Regions from separate parts of the Anas platyrhynchos genome. Here region 1 is linked to region 2. A link is a contact called in public Hi-C data. All regions are on one chromosome and are shown on one strand. Each heading gives the region's core, a stretch centred on a gene start, on an enhancer-like site or on the middle of the called end of the contact. The rest is flanking DNA. Distances are from core to core; before and after follow the strand shown.

Region 1 (6,943 bases), core at 2,489-4,988, 46 kb after region 2:
CTGAAAGTCATTGGGTAGACTGAGAGAATAATGTATGTTTAAGAAACAAAATGACACAGAAAACAAAAACCCCAGTGATACTGAGTAGACTGACCTTTGTGCTTTTCTGTCAATGGTGTAGTGATGATGAGATTCATGACAGATGTGGTGAAGATGCCATACATTACCTTTCCTTCCAGCGTCACATCATCTGTTTGTTGATTGCTGTCAGTGTTTTGTCTGTGGGTGTCATACTGCCTGTCAACTTATCAGGTGATCTACTTGGTAAGTTTTTTTACATTGTTTATGCACGTGCAGTTCTTTCTGTTGTGATGGTTGAACTTGTAATAGTCGGTGCTAAAAGATCATTTAGCTTTTCAGATATAGTATATCTCTTTCTCCTTTGAACATATACTCAATTTTCAGTCACTTGAATGATGGCTTTTCAAATATCTGATAGTCTAAGAAGCAAAGCCATATAAATTTTCTCATTTTTGACCTCAGTAAGGTTATTGGTATTGTTCTGTAAGCACTGAATTCATGCAGTTTAAAAAAACTGTCAGAGAAGAGAAATCAGTGAAGATGAAATAAGAATGTGAAGGAAACGGATTCTAAACCCTAAACAGCATTGTTAATTGGATATGAACAGAGACTTAGAGGAGAGGGGGACAGGCTGCAAAGATCTGATATTCAGATCTTAAAAATTATTATTTCTCTTGATAGGTTGAAAGTGGTTTATTACTTGCACTCTTTTGCCAACTTTAAAATGCAATATTGCAAACTAGCATTGATTATGATTCTGAATATATTCAATGTTGAATAGATCGATATTTTAAAAAGAGAAAAGCTGGCTTTCTCATAGTTTGCATGTGAATTTTGCACCAGTTAATTACGATACTTGTTTTTGTTCTTAGTTAAAGATCCCTATAGTTTTGGAAGAACAACTATACAAAATTTAGAAACTGGGTAAGTAAATGCTGCAGAGAACTTTTATACTTATGTCTCTTTCCTACCATAGTCTCTAAACACAATGAATTGATACTTGCAACATGGCTCACAGGGTAGGAATTACTTATTTAAGCATCATCAACTGAAACTGGGATGTGTTCTGCTTCAGGCTACGCATTACAGCACTGATAAGAAATCTAGAAACTTGGCTTCTACTCTCAGCTCTTACTTCCTATACCATGTGCTTTTCTTGGCTAATGTTCACACATTTAACAATATTATTTTCAGAAATTTCCATGTTGAAAGAAACCATGGTGCAGAAAGGGAAATAAAGCTGACAGCTTTACTGTAACATGTAAGAGAATTCAAGTCATTTGAGTTACACTGGATTTGCATGTGTCTGTCCCATTTGAGACCACTGTTAAAATTACTTCTATTTTTTTTAAACCTATACAATAGTTGAAATACAAGGCTATATGTTTTTTCTGTGTTGTATTACTTGATCAAAAAAAAAAATCTATCTATGCTCTTATGTCCAATAGAATTTCTGCCAATGCACTTCATTTTTTCTAACCACATCATGATTCCTAGTAACTAGTGGAGACTTTTGATTGTTTTTTATCTGCAAAATAGATTAAGTTAAGTTTTAAGATTAAGTCTTAAGTTAACTGTAATTATTAATGCTCTTCACAAAAATGAAGAGCTGTTCATAGAACCAAACTTTCCTAAGTTTGGAGGAACAAGCTATCAGAGAAGCAATGTTTACTCCCTGTATTGGGTTATTTTCATTTTGGGTAAGGATTGTCTTCAAGGGGAGTTCAATTATGCACTAAATGTGGTTATGCCAATAAAATACATTTTGGCAAATACTGTGGGGTATACTATTGATAATCTGAATGCAAAGGCACAAGCCAAATGCCTCCTAAAAGGTCCATGCTATAGAATAGTGGTTTTCTGTGCAGTTTCGTTTACTGTTTATTGTAAAATGCAATGAGTAACCCTAGTGGCTGTCCAAGCATCTTCATGGGTATGACTATTTACCAGTTATTACTTTTTTTATGATGGTGTTCAAAGAAAGGTTTTGATGGCTGCTTGTATCAGTAGGACAATTAGTTGTTTCTATTTCTCACATTCATAACATTTTGTCCAACAGTAACGATCTTCTTTGGCTGCACACATTTTTTGCTGTTGTTTACCTGATTCTGACCGTTGTCTTCATGAGACATCACATGAAGGCAGTCACATATAAAGAAGAAAACATAGTAAGTTTGTGTTTTTTGTTTTTTTTTTTAAGTGTTTGAAAGTGAATAATATTAGAAAAGTAAATTGCTAAGATGCCTCCTCCTTGCTAGAATGTGATGCAAGTGTGAGGGGAATTTACTGAAAGCAAAACTCCACTGAGTGAATTGTGAAACATGGCTGGAGAGACAAGGAGTGGGGAGGGACTTGTGAAATTTTGATGCATCTTCAACTAGTATAGAAGGTAAATGTGTTGCCGTCTTGAATAGGTGCAGCTTCCATCAAAATCAGAGCATCCTACTTTTTTTTTTTCCACCCCCCTCTAAAGCTTAGCTATCTGTGCTATGTCAATTCCTTCCTCATATTCTTTTCTCCTTAGTCATACGGTTGGTTTCTCAAAATAGGATTTTTTTTTTTCTTTTGCAGGTAAAATGCACGTTGTTTATAACTGGTCTTCCAAAAAATGTAAATCAAGAAACCATACGACAACATTTCATGTAAGTTCTGTGCTTGACGAGTATTATTAGGAACAGGCGATTTAAAATTATCCTGGTAGTTCTACCTGTCCAAACAAATATTTTTTGACTCTTGCACTGTTTCAAATCCATGTTATAGTATCCATCTTTTCTAAGTGTATTTATTACTTAGAAATAATTGAGAATAGAAGGGAAGATATTATATTTCAATAAAGCTAGATAGCTGATCTGAATATTAGAATCTAAAAAAGTGGCTGCATATCCATGCTTACCATTAATGCTCCCACATGGCTTTTATTTGGGAATAATGCTGCACATCTCATTCAAGTAACTTTCAGCATCTGTCTCCATGGAAGTCTCCTCTCTGTGGTACACCATTGAGATGTCATTTAGATATCAATGATGCTCTTTGAAAAAGTTTCTTCAGTGTACTGTCTTTTCTCACATAGTGCTTCCTTTTCAGTGCTGCCTACCCAAGCTGCTCTGTGCTGGAGGTCCAGCTGTGTTATGATGTAGCCAGGCTTATTTATCTATTTAAAAAAAGGTACTCTTTTTGTAATATATCTGAGTTTGGAATAATTTTATGAATGTTTTGCCAGTCCTCAATCAATTTTTACAAGTAGTACTAAGCTTGCATATACTAGAACTGCTTTCTGCTCTTAAAGTTCTGGTCTGGTATTCAGTTAGATTCAGCTGTATTTTGAAGTGAGCTGTAGCTGGTTTTTTGTTTGTTTTTTTTTTTGTTTGTTTGTTTGGGCAGTACAAAGTGGAAAACAGAGCTGTTACATTAGTAATTAGAAACTGTAGCAGACCTTTGCTTTGCTCAGAGATCTTGGACACAGAAGGAAAAAGGGTTGTTTTCTGGGCTATACAATAACAACTTTTCCTTCTGGAACCTCACAACAAGTGTAGACTCATGATATTATAGGTTTGAAAATAAATTGTATGAAGTAGACAAAATAAGATATATGAGTATCTTTGATTTGTTATGAGTCCTTGACGTAATTTTTTCTCTTGGGGGTAACTTGCTGTTGATACTGTTCTCTTGCAAAATGTTTTGGATGTATTTTTCTATCTAGGAAACAGGCAGAAAAAAGCCTGACTTACTATAAGCATCTGCATCAGAAGCACGGCAAGCGAGTCCAAATCAACCCGAAGCCATGTGGTCAGTTCTGCTGCTGTGAAATGAGAGGATGTGAAAGGGTAAGAGATAACGTTCATTCTTACTTGTGGCTGGGAAGATTAATATAGGAGTAGAGAAAACTGTTTTTTGTGTAACATCTTGTTGAACTTCAGAAGATAATTATGTATTGCAGGGAGCTCATCTTTCATGTTCTTTTACAGTAGGGAAGAGGAGTGCCTTAAAATTTCTGAGGTTTAATCGTAGTGCAAAAACAGAAGTACAAAAAAACCCCCTTCTGGTTGTTTGTCTTTGTGCAGTGATGTGATTTGTAATTTCTGGAATTAGTGTAAGGAATAGGGGCTATGGTTTGTGTAAACTGTATTTTAATGAAGGTATTAGCTATCTGATACTTGGATGTAACAGTAACAGTCCTCAATTTCCCAACAGGAGGATGCTGTAGATTATTATACTAGAGTTAATAATGCACTGATGGAAGAATTCTCAAAGGAGGAACAAGCTGTTAAAAATAAACCACTGGGAATGGCATTTGTAACATTTCAAGAGAAATCCATGGCAACCTAGTAAGTTTTGTCTGCTGTTGTCTTTGTTCTGTTTTAACTGTAATAGTACTACTAATCTGATCTGATTTATGTTGCTTGTGTGCTTATGTTGGTTCTTCTTCCTTTCTTCTTCTTCACCGTCCTGTGGATTTGGTCTGCTCTGCTTACTGGTAAGTTTCCCTGTAAGTGTGCGTTAAGCCTCTATATTTCAAACAAAGAATTTAGATGCTAAGAGACTAAATGGCTCTAGACATTTATTGGTATAAGGAACTTCCTCTTCTGTGTGGGATGCATCAGTGTAGGCTAATAGTAGGTCAGACTAGTTGGATCTTGAATGTGGGTTACTGATTTTTCCATTTTCTACTGTGCAAGTGAAGTTACCAATCTATCACAACGGGTGCCAATTATACTGCTAGTTAGTAATCTCAACCAAGTAGTTAGTGACTGACGTGGCCATCAGTGCTTAATTATTTTTGTTTTAAAGGTAGTTTCTGGATGTTTAGTGTTGGCAAAGAACCAGGCAGAGTAAAGAGGAGAAACTGAAGTTTCCAGCTTTGAGTGTCTGTAAATAAATAGCTTAATAACTTGGTGTGCAAGATTTAATGAAAAGTATGTGTGTCCGTGCGCTCAGTCTTTTTATGTTGTGTATGTGTCTATAAATCTGTGTGAGTACATAATTATTCACCATACTTTTTAAAAATTAAGTTGTTAGATAAGCTAGGATAAGACAATTCAAAAAAGACATTTTTAAAGCTATGACATTTTTAAAGCTATTCTAGGTTTTAGGAATACTTCTTTGTGAGATGATGGAGGGTTATATGGCACAATCTGTTTCAATATTCCTTTTTTGCTTGTAGATTGCTTATGACCCTCAAAATCTGTTTGACTTAGGATTTTACTATATGTGTATTTCGTACCTTTTACTATAGGTACGTGTGTAGACCTATTATCAGAAGGTGTTCAGCCCCTTTTATTTAGTTGTGTGTAGAGAAAACGCATGTAAGCTGCCATTTTGTTTAGCAGTTTGTGAGCATCTCTTACTAGCATGAAGTGAGTAAAGGGAAGCAGAGTAATATTTGTAATAGAAGCATAACACATCACATTTGTTTTTTTTAATTCTTCATAGCATTTCTAGTTTAAATTGTCTGTGTTCTTTTGACCCTCAAGTCACAGTAGAGAGCCAGTCTTTCAGGCTCTTTTCAGGGAACTCCAGGGTGTAGGATTTCAAGGATTTGAGATGCTGGAAAAACTTTGCATGCTGCTCTTTAACCGACTATTAATTATGTGATGAAATCTGCCCTTCTGTTTTTGTGATGTTACATACTGTACTTTGAGATTCTAGAGCATGAATTAATGCTTTAAGATGTGAATCTAAAAGGAAAAATAAGCACTGAGGTTCTTTCTCTAGCTGTTCATTTCTTGTTTTTAATTTTGATAGGATAATTTCTTCTCAGACGTGTTCTGAATTGCACTGCAGGCATCTGAGTTGGAGTTACTAAGAATGGAACATATTTTAGCTTGTTTAGCTTGCAGTGGATTCTATTCTTTGGAAAACTAGATTACAGAAGGAGCTGAGGCTACCATCAGATTAGAAAGTCATATGGTGCCACTAGTGGTCTCTGCCCCACAGAGCCCTGAAATAAAATAGGGTGGAGGAAGCTGGAAGCCAGGACTGATGTTCATGGAGTCAGGTAGCTGTAGAAGCTGGATTGAAGTTGGTGCTCATGTTGGTGTAGTGTGGTTGGAATTGCTAAAGCTTGCTTCATATTTACTCTTTAAAAACAAGCTATCGAAGTATCGAAAAACTTTCTTAGCATCTTGCAGCAGCAAGTATTTACAGTTTTACATCGCTACTTGAATTCTGGTAAGGTAAAAATCTGTTTTGTCTTCTATTGTTTTGTTTGGTGTCTGCGTGGTTCTCTGTTTTCTTTATGTTAAGAGCATGACTTATAAAAAAGCATGTTCAGGAATTTTACAGTCCACTTGTTCAAATACAATGTACATGTATACTGTTTCTATGCTAGTGAAATGGTGTTTATCTGGAGTAGAACCTTTTTACACTGTAACTTGCACACAGTTGTATTGTCTCTGAATATATGCTTATCACTTCTGTCGGTGTGTTTTGAGAAATCTTTTAGAGCATTTATTCTGGCCATGTTTCAATGTGGTTTAAATACATTGATATTCAACTCAAAATATTAGAAGATAAAACTAAATGTTGTGATTATTTTGAGAACAGGCAAAAGGTTATTATTGTGAAGTGTGAGGATACCAAAATTCTATGAAACGCAAAGATGGCTAGATTTCGTATTGGTGTAATGAAGTAGTGTAGACTAATTGTTCACTCTGCTATGACTTGAGAAAAGTTGCTGTTATGTAAGAGGTGTTGGGGAACTGTCTTTTTTTCCTGATGCTCTCGGACTTTGTTTTTTAATATGAACCACTGCTGCCATTAGTGTTAATAGAAGCACTGAACAGCTCAAATCAAGATTGCTTTTTTGTTTTCCAGTTTTGTCAGTTATCAAAGGTCCGTGGTAGTAACTGTTTACATACATGAGATGATGTTACAATCAGCTAATAACCATTTCATCTAAATGCATTCTCAATCTCTAGTTATT
Region 2 (6,313 bases), core at 2,030-4,529:
AAAGACGTTAGGCATGATTCATTATCTCTACAGCACCACTGCAGAATAACAGACTGATTGTTGTTTTATCAAGGGGATAAGATTTCTAATAAAATACATTTCAAAGTGGAAATTACAGTAACAGACTTTTTGACTTATTTAGACCTGTTTTGTGGGGAGCAAGGCAACGTGCTTTTGATGAGTTCTAGGTATAGAAGTGTAATGAAGAACAAGAGATACAGGAACACTCACACAGCTTTCCTAGGGACAGTAATGTTGCACTAGCTAAATGGTATCGCATAGATGATGCGAATAGGGACTAAATACCTAGCACTGCTGCCAGACTAAGCTAAAAGAAAACTACTCTTCTATCCAATAGATGTCACTTCCAGCCTGATTCGTTGCAGGGATCTGTGCCAGTCACCTACCTATAGCCACCCAGAACTACAGACAGTACAACATTAACAGCCCCAAATTACCCGTGAGGTGACAATGTATGACCTATAAAGGGCCTGATTTATTTTATGACTCCACTGTTGTCAGCTTTCACGTTCACAGGTGCATTCCTGCTACAGCATGCATCTGCAGGCCAAATTCAGCCAACACTTACCAGGGCCAGGAAGTCATCAGCACAGACCTGAGAGTAGAACAAAATATTCAGAAAAGACACATAAGAAATGGCCTGTGAATTACACTGATTCAGCACATCTACCGGAGAGTCCTGCAGCCCAACTCTTTCCTGGATATCTCTGCCTATTCTTCGGCCTGTACTGGCAAGCTCCACACCCTCAGTGCCAATAGCCGGAGTTTCAGAGGAGGAAATGAATCATGCCCTTGGAATGCAAACTGAAAGCCTGCAGATCTAAGAAAATAGTTACTCATCTGTGTATACATATACATGCATAACTCGTGTATTGCCAATTACATTTCAATCTGATACATGAATAATAATAAAAAAAAAATCCAGCAGAATTCAATATTAGATGCATTCCAGAGATAAAGCACGTGGTTATAAATGAAACAAACAGCACCATGTGACTTAAAATACAGCGTGGGCCGAACTGGGGCCCGATCCAGCACAAAATCACCACAGCTTTTCCTGGCTACAGGGACATCAGATTGCATGGTCGCACCGCGACCACACGGCACGCAGTTCAGAAATACCAACCTGCTCTTGGGAGCGAGACAGCAAAGGGGTGTCTGGACTGGGTCAAAATGCTTTGTGAAAACGAATACAGTGTAAGCAGGAGCCGGCCAGGTTTGATTTGTTAATTTGCCAAGGTGATCCCATGGGGAGATCCCCTTAATTGATTATGCATTTGTTGACGTGAAGTCCGCGCTTGCGGGTCATGCCACCTCTGTTTGCCACACACCCTCGGGGCCGCCTGGCAGCACAGCCCCATCTCCACACAGCCCAGCCCAGCAGCACGGCACTCCCACAGGCGAGAGCAGCCCAGAAGCGTGGACCAGCACCGTCCTTTTAAAGCACAGCCGCCTCGAGACCTTCAATTCGCCCCAGGCCCCGACATGGCCGCCTATCTGCCTTCCTAACGGCCTGCAGGGCGGCCGGGGAGCCCCCGGGCCCAGAGCTGAGGCAGGCAGATAAACCTCCGCCCGGCGCCAGATAAGCCGCCGGCCCCGGCACCCGTCCAGCCTCCTCTGCAGGCGGCCCTGGGGAGCCAGGACGAGCCTCCCCCGGCAGGAAGGCGGCTGAGGCGGCAGGTGTGCCTGGCTGATCCGCCACGCTCGCTGCCGGCGGCACGGAGCAACCGCACCAAGCTCAGATCGCACCGACTCTGCCCATCTTCCACCCTTTGGGTGTAGGGATGCACTGCTGCATCCCGCAGTGATCATAATTCCACCGATACGTGAAGCTAAGAGGCCGTTTCTTGCCTTGGAAATACCGTATCAGCCATCCGTTGGCCGCAGGCCAGATTTGTGTGGCTGTATCTGCACAAAAAGCCCCGGCTCTCGGTGACTGACACTGTCGTAGCAGTCATAGAGGGGCAGGAGGCTGCCGAGCCTGACTGTGTTTCTGCCGGTGTTTGCGACAGTCCTTACAAGAGGCAGGCAGCAGCAGCCTACCTTTACACATCCTCTCCCCAGATGGCTATATTGAAGACATTGAAAGCATTTCGAAGCCACATTTCGAAGCACATTTCGAAGAATGCAATACTTGCACTGCTTGGATCTCCATCGTGCCATTGTACACAGCTCCTTCTGCAGTGATAGAGCTGTACGCCTTCTGCAAACCGCTCTTTGAACCCCCTGCTTACGGGTAGCTACTGTCTGTCACAAAGAGCTCAAATTTCATCCTGATTTAAAAGCATTTTATGTAACTATGCTACTGAATCAGCCCCAGGTTTCAGAGTTTGAGGCCTCTTCCCTAACTGTACGCTAAAATGCATGTAGGAGTGAGCAGGACAAATAAATCCATCGTCCTGCACCTCATTACCTGCAATTTGTACCACCTTTGATTGGACACACAACAGCTGCACGTTGCTTGTACTCACCACACTGTCAGTATTTTGCCACACTTCTCATGCTGCTGCCACCACTACCAAAGCGGCAGATCAGACAAGCATGTTTAGAGAAAGTGTGTATTTTGCCTGCTATTATGTTCTCACAGAGGCGCTGCGACACGCTTTAAAGAGCCTTTATAACCTCGTAGGCTGCACTTATCAATCTGAATCAGAAAGGTACAATTATCTAGTGTAGAAAAGGGGTGGAAACGGCTTTTAAGATTGCGTGTGCCACGCACACTGGCAGACAGGGCATTTTGTCTATGCAGCACTCCAGATGAACCATTCTCGGGGCCATTTCCTAAAGCAGAATATCAGGTCACTGCTTGCGAGCTTCTATTCCCTCCCAGGAAAGGTCCTCACATTGCAGTGTTTTCATGGTGAATGCAGACTCCCCCAGACCGACCACTATGAGCCAGCGGTTAAAACACCTAACTGCTCAGAATGACCTCACACAGATAAAAATGATAAATTGGGTCCCTGAGCGGACTGAAACGTCAGTTTGACCCCGAAGGTTATAACATACAACACACGCAGGAAACCTTTGGGGAGGTTTGCACCCTGGAATAAAAAATAAAAAATGGAAGCCCAGCAACTAGGAAGCCCCCTAGGGTAGTAAATAAATAAATAGATAAATAAATAGCTAAACCACCCAGAGACAGGGCAGAGACCCTACGTGCACCATCCCCAACATCCCCATCCCGTTATCGCCCCGCACCAGCCCTCACCCCCCCCCCCTCCTTCCCGCCGTACGTCACCCAACCGCGCGCCCGTGACGGCAGCGCGGCGCGGGGCGGGGCGGGGCGGGGCGGCCGTTGGCGGCGCGGGGCTAAGATGGCGCTGGCGCTGCTGAGGGAGCCGCTGGGCTCCCGGGCGCGGCCGCTGCCGCTGCCCCCCGGCGGCGGCTCCGTGCGCGGCCTCCTGAGGGACTGCGCCCGGCGGCTGGTGAGAGGCGGGCAGCGGGCACCGGCAGCGCCCGGGGCCGGGTTTCGGGCTCCGTGCCTCAGCGGGGAGGTCCCTTCCAACCCCTCTGATTCCTCCTTAGCGGCTTACTTCGTCGGGTTATTTCGTTTTTTCAACCGATCGTGTGACAAAATTGTGTTTGTTTGTTTGTTTTTTAGTGTATTCCCGAAGAAAGTTTGTACGTGAAGTGCAACGGGCGGCTGGCGGATGATGACGACGAACTGCAAGATGGCATGGTGTATAGCCTGGAAACGAGGCTTTGTGGGGGAAAAGGAGGTTTGTGCTTCGTCGTTTCCTTACTAATTCACGTCTGAGCTTTAAATTTTATTTATTTGTTTATCTATTTCATACCTCAAACGATAGTGGTATCAGAAGTTGTAATCTGGTAGCAGATATCTCGTAATGCAGATGATTGCGGGCTGTCCACAAAGTAAAGCCAAGGCTGAGAGTTTACTTTAGGCTGGTTATTAGGAACAACTTCTTTACAGAAAGGGTTGTGAGGCATTGAAATAGGCTGCCCAGAGAAGTGGCTGAGTCACCATCCATGGAGGTCTTTAAAAGCCATTTAGATGTAGAGCTGAGTGATATGGGTTAGTGGAGGGCTGTTAGTGTTAGGTTAGAGGTTGGACTCGGTGATCTTGGAGGTCTCTTCCAACCTAGATGATTCTGTGACAGCCGTTGTTGGCACTGCTCTGTTTTGCATCCCTAGTTAGCGTAGCTCTACTAGCAGAAATCCGTAAGGTGCCTCTGAGTGAATTCAGGATCAAAATTGTATTTAAAAGGCTTCTTAGGCTCCTAAATTTCACTTGCTGTCACTTAGGACAAGTATTTCAGCTACAAATAGTCTGTGGCTTGAATATGTTATATAATTTAATTGATTTTGTCTTTTCTTATTTGAAAAAATAAAGCCAAGGTCTTAGTACCCTGAGAACTAAAGATTTCGGCCTAAAACAGGCTGCTTGTATTGTTAAAATATTTTAATGTTGTTGTAGATAATGTGTTAATCACACAAAACCATGCAGCCACTGACAATGTAGGCATTCTCTAAAATCTGACATGAAGGATGAAACAAGTTTAGCGGAGTATATTTGTGTGTAAATGAAGTCCATGTAAGTTTGCTTTTTGAATCCAGTTCTTGAAGTTTCCTGGCCATTGAGCTAAAATGCTGAATAACGGTGCAGCCTTGCATCAGACTGCATCTCAGCTTGCTTTGCCTTCTTCATAGTTTTTAGAAAGAACTGAAAAGAAATATTTTTGCTTTAGCTTATGAGCTATCATGTTGATTGGTTAGGTGCCCTAAAAGTATTGCATGTTTTATAAGCTTATTGTGTAGCAGCCATCTTCCTCACCTATTGTCTGTCAGTTTCAGTTATCCTGGGATGACCCAGGATGCGCATGCTGTGATTCACTCTGTGTTACTGATGTGCTGTTGGAGTTGCTTAAAAATTGCCCTTTGACAATTTTGTCTGCTTTGATTTGACTTTGTAACATAAAAGACTGATTAAAAATAGGCATACAAGCACAACTCAGAAATATCAAGACTTATTGTATGATCTCAAAGAATTACAGATCATGCTTATCATCTTATAAGAAGACTGAGCGCTCTGTTACCAGGTCTAATTCAGCACTTGCAACCTTAATGAATTCATTGCTGTTGATTTTTGGGAGCATGTCTGGCTAGGTGTAACAACTAGGTTCTTACTCTTCAGAATGTGAAATTCAATAGCGTGTTCAATGAGCTATATAAATTCTCATCGCCAATGGCAATAATGGGTTTTATTAGCTGAACACAGTACTTCTTCTGCCTCATGGTCCAGCAGACTATCTGGATGGGTTGATATTTGCAACGCTTCTTAAAGGTACTTTAAGGGCACTGATGGTACAGATGTGTTCAGCTTTTAATTGAAAAACTGTGCTTGGTACTTTCAAGTTGCTTAAAGGATTTTATTAATCCACATTGTCTCTTTGAGGCTGTTAAGTGTCTTTCTCAAATTTGAGACAACATAAGATGGAACTTGGTAAGAAAAGTTAGCAGTTGTGCTGAGGAGCATATAGAAATCTATTTTGGGGGGCTGTCCAGCATAACATTGTCCATCATGATCATCTTGATGAAGTGGCTATGGCTAACTCCTAAAATGTCACTTGGTGACGTTTCTAATGTGTTGTAATATTCAACTTACCCCGTATTTCAGTAGCATTGAGGGAAGGAGAAGTGTTGAACTCACTATATTTCCATAGTTAATTCTTTTGTTTTGTATTAACTCATCTCCATTTGTTTCTGTTTATCTAATTCTTGATTACTTGTTTTCCTCAGGGTTTGGATCTATGCTGCGAGCACTTGGTGCACAGATCGAAAAGACAACAAATAGAGAGGCTTGCCGAGATCTCAGTGGAAGGAGACTTCGAGATGTCAATCATGAAAAAGCGTGAGGCATTTTCTTAGAAGCTAGCATTATAAAATAAAGTGTCTGCGTAACTCACTATTAACAAAAGAGGTCATATGACAGGCTGTTATAGCAATGAATTTTTATTTTGAATACTAAAAGGACTGAAAGTGAAACTATAAGCAGAGAGAGACTGGAATCACAGAAAGGTTGAGGTTAGAAGGGACCTCTGGAGGTAAGTGGTCCTATCCCCCTGCTCAAGCAGGGGCACCTAGAGCAGGAAGTCAACAGCATTCTTTTGGCATTAATGTATTATTGGAAAATAGAGGTGATTGTACCCTGACCTTCTTCTGAGAGAAGACTGATATACACGTCTTAGATTTCTAATCTGAAAGTCTCACAGTTCTGTCTGAAGCTTCAAGGCCATGATATTGGGGAAGGTTGACCTTCATGCTGTTTCTGGCT

What was found. Hi-C and Micro-C count contacts between places; a contact is called where the count stands out from the background.
Region 1: a Hi-C map of small yellow follicle shows a contact between it and region 2, with 1.7 times the contacts expected there. The contact joins the enhancer-like site here to the promoter of SDE2 in region 2. A contact is called at or near these places in 2 of 8 Hi-C or Micro-C datasets (skeletal muscle and small yellow follicle).

Annotation. Positions count from the first base shown.
Region 1 is chr3:20,271,258-20,278,200 of IASCAAS_PekinDuck_T2T, forward strand. TMEM63A (transmembrane protein 63A) reads left to right here. Exons shown (of 25, transcript XM_072035496.1): 7 at 122-264; 8 at 894-945; 9 at 2,081-2,189; 10 at 2,593-2,663; 11 at 3,106-3,186; 12 at 3,722-3,845; 13 at 4,213-4,346; 14 at 4,466-4,495. The region is part of intron 2 of LOC101789646 (left-right determination factor 2); the gene reads right to left. Among named protein-coding and RNA genes, the nearest start is that of TMEM63A, 11 kb to the left of the region's middle. Within about 2 kb of position 3,739, at least 2 of the 8 cell types and tissues checked have an H3K27ac peak or open chromatin away from gene starts, as enhancers often do. A contact at or near this core is called in small yellow follicle, where this site is marked.
Region 2 is chr3:20,225,298-20,231,610 of IASCAAS_PekinDuck_T2T, forward strand. SDE2 (SDE2 telomere maintenance homolog) reads left to right here and starts at 3,280. Exons shown (of 7, transcript XM_027453691.3): 1 at 3,280-3,446; 2 at 3,623-3,740; 3 at 5,779-5,890. The coding sequence starts at 3,336. It overlaps LOC140002108 (a long non-coding RNA gene), which reads right to left and starts at 3,101. Exons shown (of 6, transcript XR_011808062.1): 1 at 590-3,101.